3 separate regions of the Zea mays genome follow, and regions 1 and 2 are each linked to region 3. Evidence: chromatin contacts called from public Hi-C data. All regions are on one chromosome and are shown on one strand. The core of a region is the stretch at or near the end of the contact, and the rest is flanking DNA. Distances in the headings are between cores, read along the strand shown. Region 1 holds the start of LOC100272267 (RNA polymerase II transcription elongation factor). Region 2 holds the start of LOC100276965. Region 3 holds the start of LOC103643833 (HIPL1 protein).

The links. A called contact is a pair of places that touch in the nucleus more often than the background predicts.
Region 1: a contact with region 3 is called in a Hi-C map of ear, with 2.5 times the contacts expected there. The contact joins the promoter of LOC100272267 here to the promoter of LOC103643833 in region 3. A contact is called at or near these places in 2 of 25 Hi-C or Micro-C datasets (ear and tassel).
Region 2: a Hi-C map of root tip shows a contact between it and region 3, with 4 times the contacts expected there. The contact joins the promoter of LOC100276965 here to the promoter of LOC103643833 in region 3. A contact is called at or near these places in 5 of 25 Hi-C or Micro-C datasets (ear, leaf, root tip and 1 more).

What each region holds. Positions count from the first base shown.
Region 1 is chr1:268,956,056-268,959,261 of Zm-B73-REFERENCE-NAM-5.0, forward strand. LOC100272267 (RNA polymerase II transcription elongation factor) reads left to right here and starts at 1,460. Exons shown (of 4, transcript NM_001146755.1): 1 at 1,460-1,765. The coding sequence starts at 1,642.
Region 2 is chr1:268,975,343-268,978,310 of Zm-B73-REFERENCE-NAM-5.0, forward strand. It overlaps LOC100276965, which reads right to left and starts at 1,574. Exons shown (of 13, transcript NM_001371583.1): 1 at 1,116-1,574; 2 at 905-1,003; 3 at 708-809; 4 at 1-64. The coding sequence starts at 1,373.
Region 3 is chr1:269,154,265-269,157,251 of Zm-B73-REFERENCE-NAM-5.0, forward strand. LOC103643833 (HIPL1 protein) reads left to right here and starts at 1,297. Exons shown (of 7, transcript XM_008666991.2): 1 at 1,297-1,557; 2 at 1,630-1,802. The coding sequence starts at 1,431.

The DNA.
Region 1 (3,206 bases), core at 210-2,709, 200 kb before region 3:
ATTATTGAAATTTTACAGATTCTTTTAGTTCAACTTAGAATTTTTTCTACCCCAAAATTTTAGATCCCACCATCCAACTTTTCAATAGTATAACTCAATACTGTTGAGTTTGTGATCCAAATTCTGAAGAATGCGGCTAACTTGCGACGAGGCCCGTCACCGGGTTTGGTGAAGATATGCAAGATCAGTACTCAAGATAATCATGTTGATATGATGACGAAGCATGTTACCCCTGGTGGCTGTTGGCGTCGGCATGATGATGCATTGTTTAAGGTGGAGTTTGCTATTATGATGCTACAAAGAATTTGTCACAAGATAAAGTTTGTTGAGTTTGTGATCCAAATTCTGAAGAAGGCGGCCAAGTTGCCGAGCGAAGCGGAGGCCCGTCACTAACAGTGGCATTGTTGTCAAATCAACTTATTAGAGAGGCTACGACGACACCCTTTTTATCATATTGTCATGCTATTATATTCTTATAGTTTTAACCAGATAACTTTTAGCTTTCAGCTTACCCATCCGTATACCCATATTCAAATTTTACTTTAAAAACAGTGCAGTCTACAGTGCAAAACTGTATTTTTGAGTAAACTATGGATAGACTGTTACAGACGTCCTTAGCTCGTATGTACCAACTCAGAATTAGATTTAGAAGAATCTACGGATGGACCAAGTACACCCAGCAGCCCAACTACAATAAGATGCCGTTTGGTTCACATATTGGTAACGTAATGGATAACCAATAACGTAAAATCATGTTTGTTTAAGTCAAACCGTAATCGAATACCACACTATAAATGGATATCGACCTATTCAAATTTGTTATCGCCGGTATTCAAGTGAAAATCGTTACCATTACCGTTTACTTTACATTTATGGTGTGTTTGGTTGCAATGCCAGGACGGGACGAGACGATTCCTCAAATAAGGTTGTTTGGTTCAGAGGCAGGAGTTAGGACAGAACTATCCAGTGTTGTCCCCATTTGTCCCTCAAAATTGGAGGGACGAGAGGAGACGTCAGGGGACGTCCCTGTCCTGACTGTCCCGCAACCAAACACACAATTACCGTATGTTTGGTTACCCGCACCGTCTCATCTTGGACCACCGTATGCGTTGACTTTATCTCAGCTCCTATTTGGTTGCCTGCACAAGGGAGACGCAGGCTGCATGAGCGGATACAAATTAAGTCATTTTATAGCTATTTGGTTGTATCCACTCGTACACAGAAAAATGCCGTACTAGGTCAGCCAGGGCCACCCGAGCCGCGCGTCCGGATACACGCATCCAATCAGCCGATTAGTGAACCAAACGGCACCTAATTACTTTCGATTTCTTCAGGTTAGAGCACGAGTAAAAAATTACTGTATGAACTGAACTCCCCCAACGTACGGGTAATACGTTGGTCAGGTTGGATCGAGTTAAAGGTAAACAGAATCAGGCCCGATTGGTTGGGTGGCCTACGAACAGGTCTAGCCCATAGCAACACCCTCGCCCCCTCCCTTCTCAGCCTCAGGCGGTCAGGCCCACTGGCCGTACCCGCGACGTCTTCCTCCTCGGCTCCGCCGCCTTCCGCCGATCGCCTCCGCCGAATCGAATAGAAGAATCGAGCGCCGCTGCTGGCGAGGGGCTCGGCGCACAGCGCGGGATGGCGAGCGGCAGCAGCAACGGGGAGCCAAGCACGGCGCCGCAGGCGAACCGGTGGTACGACCTCCGGCTGGGCTCCTCCTGCCGTGACCCATCCCCCACCGCCAAGTTCTGCACTCTCCGCTGTAAGCCCTTAGTTCCTTTTCTTCTACTCCCTTCTTTTTTTTCAGTACCCAGCCTGCGGAGCTGTAGTCTGGGATCCGCATCAGCGAATTGACGAACGCTAGTTAGCACCACAGGAGGTAGGGTTCTTTGACTGATGGCTCGGTATTCATGGCGTTTAATTATTTTGCACCATGGGAAAACCTGAATTTCATTACTTCACTTATATCTGACTGATTTTACCAACATCTATTGAAAATACTAAAAGATTAGTTCACAAGTCTAAAACTGAGGTACAGAATGGAGAAGGTTCATGCTAAAAAACAGTTCGCCATAAAACAATTATGCAACAATGGTCTAGTTCTACAATATCTGCCAATAGTACATGCAAACCTACCATGACATTATGCACAATAAATGATTGGTAGAAGTACCTTAATGGTTCAGCGCAGACCATCAGTTCTCAGCTCTTAGAGGAACAGGAGTCACATACCCTGGAGAACCTTGTACATGCTCTAAACATCGCTGGAGGTGCGACATCTCTTCAGACTGCTTGTTTTAGTCTTGATCATCTCATCTCTCTTACGGACATTATCAAAACTCAAGAGAAAATACACTTGCCTTTCTGCACCCTCTCCATCGTCAAATACAAGTACTTCCTCAAAATCTGGCATCTTCACCCCCAGAACTCAAAGGACTCTAGCCCCTTTCAGTCTCTAGCATGGTTTTCAAGTAACCTGGTCGTTGATGGTGACCGATTAGGCAAGTAATCACGATTAGGACGTCGACCAGGACAATTAGTTGGTGACAGGTCGGCCACCTAGTTGTCCTAAACGACCTGTACTAATCAGAACATATATAATTATATATAGTTATATACACTATAGTGTATAGTTATATACTATATAATATACTTCAAACAGCAGTCCTAGAACTACAAAACTACAGCAGTAGGTAATCAAAGTATTAAACTCAAACAGCAGTAGCTATTTAGCAGTACTCAACGTTTCAAACAGCATTACAGCAGAGTAGCAGCCACCTTGAGTAGCACCTCTAAAGGGTAAAGTCTGAACAGCAGCAGGTAATCAAACTCAAACGGCAGTAGATATTTAACTAATCGAACTTACAAGACCTTAAGTAGCAGATTCTCATCCAAATGGAATGCATCAGCAGTAGCTGACCCTCCACCACCATCTGGGACAGACTCTTCCCCTACCATTGATCTTCCATCAGATTGTAGTGGACGATTAGTCAGAGTCAGATGCTTCCCAGCCAGAGTCAGATGCCTTTCCATATTCCTGGTCGAGTAGCTACCAAAATGGACGATTAGTCGCGATTAGGCGACGGGTACTCAGTCGATCGGATGATCAGACATCCTAATTGGGTTGGAGTTCCTAATCAAGTTCGTGCAACCGACCAGGACGATTAATCGGACAATTTGAAAACCTTGGTCTCTAGTAAAGC
Region 2 (2,968 bases), core at 324-2,823, 180 kb before region 3:
GCTCAAGCAAAGGGAAGGCAAGCATGCCATATATGAAATTCTGATCTTGATTCTTCGGCAAAACCTGATAAGCATTGAGTACCACAAATCTAGTGAACAAAAGAGGCTGATACAAGAGGGTGGCAGGGTGCTAATTTCATAATAAAATTAATTATTGGTACTCACAAGCTCTTGCAATGCACCAATTTGGCATAGTAAAAATGTTTACAGGAAACGATGAAAAGGAGTGCAAATAGCCAAATAGGCAACGATTCTTTAAGAGCAAGGCTAATAATATAGCCGGCTGCTGGCTACAAGGATTGTTGTAGCCAACCTCTTAGCCCACTTGTATAATAGTTAGCTCTTTATTAATAATGTATGACACACTTGTCTCTCTCACAAGATTTCTTTGTTCTCGTGTCTAAGTTGGCGGTAAGGTAACAACCCACTTTTCCTCTCTCTCTCCTCCAACTCAGCATTTAGCCTTCTTATAGCCTGTCTAACAACAGATGACCGTGCAGTTATAGGGAACAGTGAGCATATAATGCTCTCAGGAATTATTGGATCTTACTTTTGATACAAAGATACCATTGTTGATATTCCTTGGGAAGAATCAACACAAGTACATCAAGTGAAAAAGAAATGCCATATCAGCTTCAACTTCATTCAGTCAAGCACAAAATTTGAACTTTTGAAGCCCGTAAATACAAGAATCCCGTTTGGCTTACTTGTTGAACGAATTTCAGGGACAAATCTGGCTTTCCCATATAGAAACAGATGAGCTGCGCTCTCTTGAGAGACAGGAGATCCCTGGGGAATTGCTCGAGAAGCTGCCATAGACGACCATATTATTTACTGACTCCGGAAGTAGCAGAAGTGTATACCCTTCCAGTCCCCAAAATCAACAAATTAAGGTATGTCAAACCTCGAAGTGCCGCTCGATCGCCACCTCCTCGTCCCTCTTCTCGCCCACCAGCACGGAGAGCGTCCCGAAAACGGCCCTCTCGTACTCCGTTGCTTTCCCCTGGAAGCAGGCGCGCAAAAGCACCACAGGTTGAGGTGGTCGGCTTGGCCCAGGGAACGAAAGTGGGTGGAGCAGGGGAAGGTGGTCGAAAGGGAGGAGGACGCTAGCTCACGAGGTTGTCCGCGGCGGCGTTGAGGAAGGCGGCGGCCCCCGCGGGGTCCCTGGGGGCGACTGATTGCGCGGCGTGCGCGGCGGCGAGGGCGCAGGTCGGGTCGGCCGCGGCGGCGCGGAGGACGGCCGCCACGCGGCCGCGGCCGAAGGACATGAAGGCGGCGTAGTAGGCGTCGAGCGCCGCCGCGCAGTCGGCGGATGACGTCCGATACTCCTGCCCCCACATGTCCCGCCTCACCTGCCCCTCCGCCGCCGCCATCTGTCCCTCAGGTGACGGCGCTCGACTTCCGATCGCCGTTTGCTCCGTCGGCGAGGGGAGTGAAGGGAGAAGGTCGCAGCCTCGCAGGCAGCGGGCTGAGGTGGCACGGGAGACTGTTTGCTGGCTTGCTGCGGAGAGCAGAGCGTGGGAGGGGGGAGAGCCGAGTGCCCAGATGGTTGCTTGCCGTTGCCGGTTGCTATCGCGTTGACAAGGCCATTGTTCGGCGGTCGGCGTCTGTTTGTTGTGTACGGTGGATGGAGTGGGGAGTGGGGACTGGGGTGATTTGGGTTCTTCCGATGGCGAGGCGCCTCGTGGGTGCCGACGCGGCGACGACGGACGCGGCAGCACGTGAAACGAGCGAGAGGACACGAGCTGAGGTGGCAGATTTCGTGGGGGTGGGAGAATCCGGGATATGATTGTGCCGTGTCCTTAAGTTTTTTTTAGGCCTAGCGTGTACAGGAGCTTTTAACGAAAATAAAATCGAATGCAAGAAGATAAATGAGAACCATTATAATTTCTGTGCATTACGACCACACATAAATCACATTTGATAGTATAGTTTAACGACTATATGACACGCTGACAAGCTAATGTCATGAACCTTCCATAGTTCCATACAAAAATGAATTTAAAATTAAAATAGACCCTCCAAAAAAATAATTAGACATATGGCCCACGAATAGCCAAAAGTCCAAGAAAAGTATGAGTTGAAAAGAAGACTTGTTCTACTTTTATAACTCACTCGAACACTCGTCCTCCTTTAACTAGTGATGCAGTACTATCCGAGTATATCGTGTGCGTCTCCATGTCATGTTGGGCTTAGACGTTTTCTCACATTTCATCTGGGATATAACAACCGATGTCACTTGACAACACACAATGTTAGCAGAACCGTGAATATTGGTGCTTTATAGGAGTAGAGATAATATTGTTGGTTGTATTTCACTATTTCTAGTCCTGATTTATATAGTGAAGGTTTTTCCATTTATATCTAAAATTAGGGCTCTACGTATATGAATTGCATGCTCCTCTTTTCTTCATTAGTTTTTTCAACACTCTCCCTTGACTCAACATCTGCAGGATGCTTATGTTCTAAAAACTTAAAAAATAAAGAAAAAGGCTACGTAATTGACACTTATTTACGTTGCATGAATTACTTCGTTAAAAAACTTAAGTGAGAAACTTATATAAAAGCTCACATAAAGAAAAATAGTACAACTCAATTAGATTTTAATTAACCCTCAAGATTATTTTTGGTATTTTAAACTTCATGGTTATGATTTATTTAGGAGTATGCGAAGATTCTCCTCTTGAGATCTACAATTTTCTAAGCCTCGTCATTCTATGCTCTCGAACACACATTTCAAAAGATGATGCGAGAAGGGACTTTGTGAACAAGTCCGTGAGATTTTCACATGACTTAGTATATAAAATTTTGATATTTATGTGCATAGAAGAACTTGGGCTAATGTGTTCCATAAGATTCCTCTTCGTATAGCCCATCTGTACCTACGTAAAAAGCTACATTATCTTCACAAATAATAGCGAGGGTTAGTTCATTATTCAAACTACATGATAACTAGATGTGACTGGTC
Region 3 (2,987 bases), core at 47-2,546:
AATGTGATTGAACGGTCATTCAAAGTGATAAAGATAAAGTGGCTTATTCTCTTAAACTTATTTCAGTACTACCCTGTTAAAAAGCAGTCAAAAAGTATAACTGCGTGCATGGCCCTTTACCAAACAGGACCTTTGCCGTCTCTAGTTATGTGCCAGGAATATTTGCGTGCATAGCTTTTATCTCCTTGTGTGTTGTTGAAGACTTTTGTGTTTCGTCCCACAGATAGATCGCTGTAATCAGTTGACGATGTTCTCCACATATAAATGCGTGGTGATTTTTGATGACCTCGAGAAAGCAAAGTCAAACAGTATACACCCTGATTTCAGTTCTCACTTTTCAGGTGTTCGCTTGATTCATCCTCTAGAGTCAACGGCTCGACGCAGGAGTATATGACAATCGAGTTCACGGAGAAGAATATTTAAATAAACAAATTATAAAAGATTTGGTAGTAGAGTACGCGTATATTTTCTAACGTTGATTCTAAAAACCTACATCCTCATAGGTTTTGGAATTTGATAGTAATAGTCGCCTAGTCTCTACTAATAAATGGTAAAAAGGTTTAAATTATACACAAATAAAGGTTCAAACCATGCTTATTGGCTTCAATCCGACGTTCACACTCACTTACCTAACAGATAACGTATTTCTTCGTGTTTTTATACTCTATACTTATTTACTTAGGCCCTGTTCGGCAGCCCAGGATTCCAGGCCAGGTCAGTAACAGAGTCAGTCCAGGATCGAGTGAATCATGGGTTGTTACTCATTCCTGTCACCAGCTCGTTTCCAGATCCGGATCCAGTCCGGAAGGTAGATCACCTGGACTCGTTCCAGGCCGAGGATTGAGAGATGGGAATTAAAATCAGACGAGTTTGTTTCTGACCTAGATCAAAACGAACAACTCTAGGAGACTGGACCAGATTCTAAACTGGGCTGATTCATTCCTGCCGGAATGAGGCAGGGAACGGGGCCTTAAGCAACTTGCACCTAACTAGTCGGTTGTGACATTTAAGTTCTATCACCACCAGCTACGTACCAACAATAATCCTAAATGAAAAAAGTTAAATATACGAGTGATCTCTAACTTTACAATTTAAATCTATGAATTTTGAAAAAGAAAATCAAATTTTAGACTTCCAAACGTGTTAAGCTGAACTTGTCTGGTAGCAGCGTTCTGCCATGACATGATCACATTCACATTCAGTCAACCCCGTCGCCGTCGCTCCAGCGAGAAGCCGTAGACAAATGTCTCTATTCCCATTGCCGTCCATATTTAAACCCCAACTTGGTCAACACTCACATGCCATGCTGCCAATGCCGCCTCCTGCCTACCCTGGTCTTCCAATAAATCAACCTGCTCCCCGACGCGGCGAGGCTCGGCCATGCCCGTGAGCTGTAGGCGCACCCGGAGGCCGCAGCACAGCAGCCACGGATGAGGAGGCCTCCAATCGTGGCGCGCGTGCGCCGCTCGCTCTTCCTCCTCCTCTGCTGCTGTTGCTGCCTCGCCGCCTGGTCGTCGCCGCCGGCCGTGCGCGCACTCCCGCTGTGCACCGACGGGCGTGAGCGCCTATCGCTTCCTCCGGCTTCTCCCTCTTCTCGAGGACGCGTTCTGAATCGTTTGGTTTTTGCAGGGGCGCCGGTGCCGCTGAACAGGACGCTGGGCTTCTGCTCCGCTTACGGCGGGGGCGGCAGCAGTAGCAGCTGCTGCGACGCCGCAGCGGACGCCGCGCTGCGGAAGAGGTTCAACGCCATGAACATCTCTGACGCGGCCTGCGCTGGCGTCATCAAGTCTGTCCTCTGCGCGGTAATCACTGACCAATTGATTTGAATTGTTTGCCCCCGATTGCCGGTTAGCATGGCCGTTGAATTATTATCTGTACTTTGTCTTACGTGTTGACCGTTGACTGTGACTCTGGGTTGCGGGATCCCCAGGTTGCACGCCCCGTGCTCGACTATTTGCCTGATGAGGGAAAAAGGAAAGCTGGGAGGTTAACGTGGTGGCATTTGTTTTGTGTGAATACTAGGTAGTTTTTCCTTCATAAAATAGTGCCACTAGCGTTGATCTGTCATATAAGTACTCAGTCAAATACTATTGGATCTCGAAGTGCTGGACAACTAGGTGGATCTTCATTGAGATACGGGCGCATTGTCTACTACTACCATACCTATGTTAATGCCAAGAATCTTGAGAAGAATATACTAAGAAACATCGATGTGCATCTCGAAAAGGGGAAAATAAAACAAAGAGCTTCATGTTGCATATGGTCAGGTGTAGTAGTGTTTGCTCAGATAGGAGTATGTTTTTTTACTTGTTCACTGCAATTAATACATAGTTCAAATGAAAGAATATGTTTGTAGTTCAAGATAAGTCTTCCGAGTCTTCTGTTTTGAATATGAAAGCTTGTCATGCTTAAATGAACAACGTCAAATCTCTAGCAGACAATCCTTGTCTGTTTTTAGGTACCATGACTGTTGAAAATAGGGAAAAAAAACTCATGGTACAGAGAGAGAAAAATACTTGCACAAAACCAATCATATCTTTGGGAATCGAGATGTCGACTCTGAAGTTGAAGGCCTTCTCTGAGCTGGTTTCCAGTAGTTTTCTCTCTTAGCGGAGTTTAGGTTGCCTCCTTTCAGGTTTAGATGTTGGGTTCAGTCAGTCCTTGGCAGGCTGTGGCCTGGAGGCAGGGAGTGTGCTAGCTGTTGGTTCATTTCGCTTACGGAGTAGCTGTTTTGCTTTTGTTTGCCGGTGCTGTGCTCGGCGGCTTTTCTTGTAAGCTGGTATCTCCAGCAGCTTGTACTTGTGACTTTGTTGCTTTCCGTAAAAGCGGGGTTTATTTACTTCAGTAAAAAAATGAAAACTATGTTCATACTACATGTCAGTATGTCACTTTGTCAGTACTATCCTACTGTGACTTGCTTTTAAAGATTTATTTTGGTTTATGTTTTGTATTTGGTGATATATTGCTGTTTCTTGTTGCTCTTATCA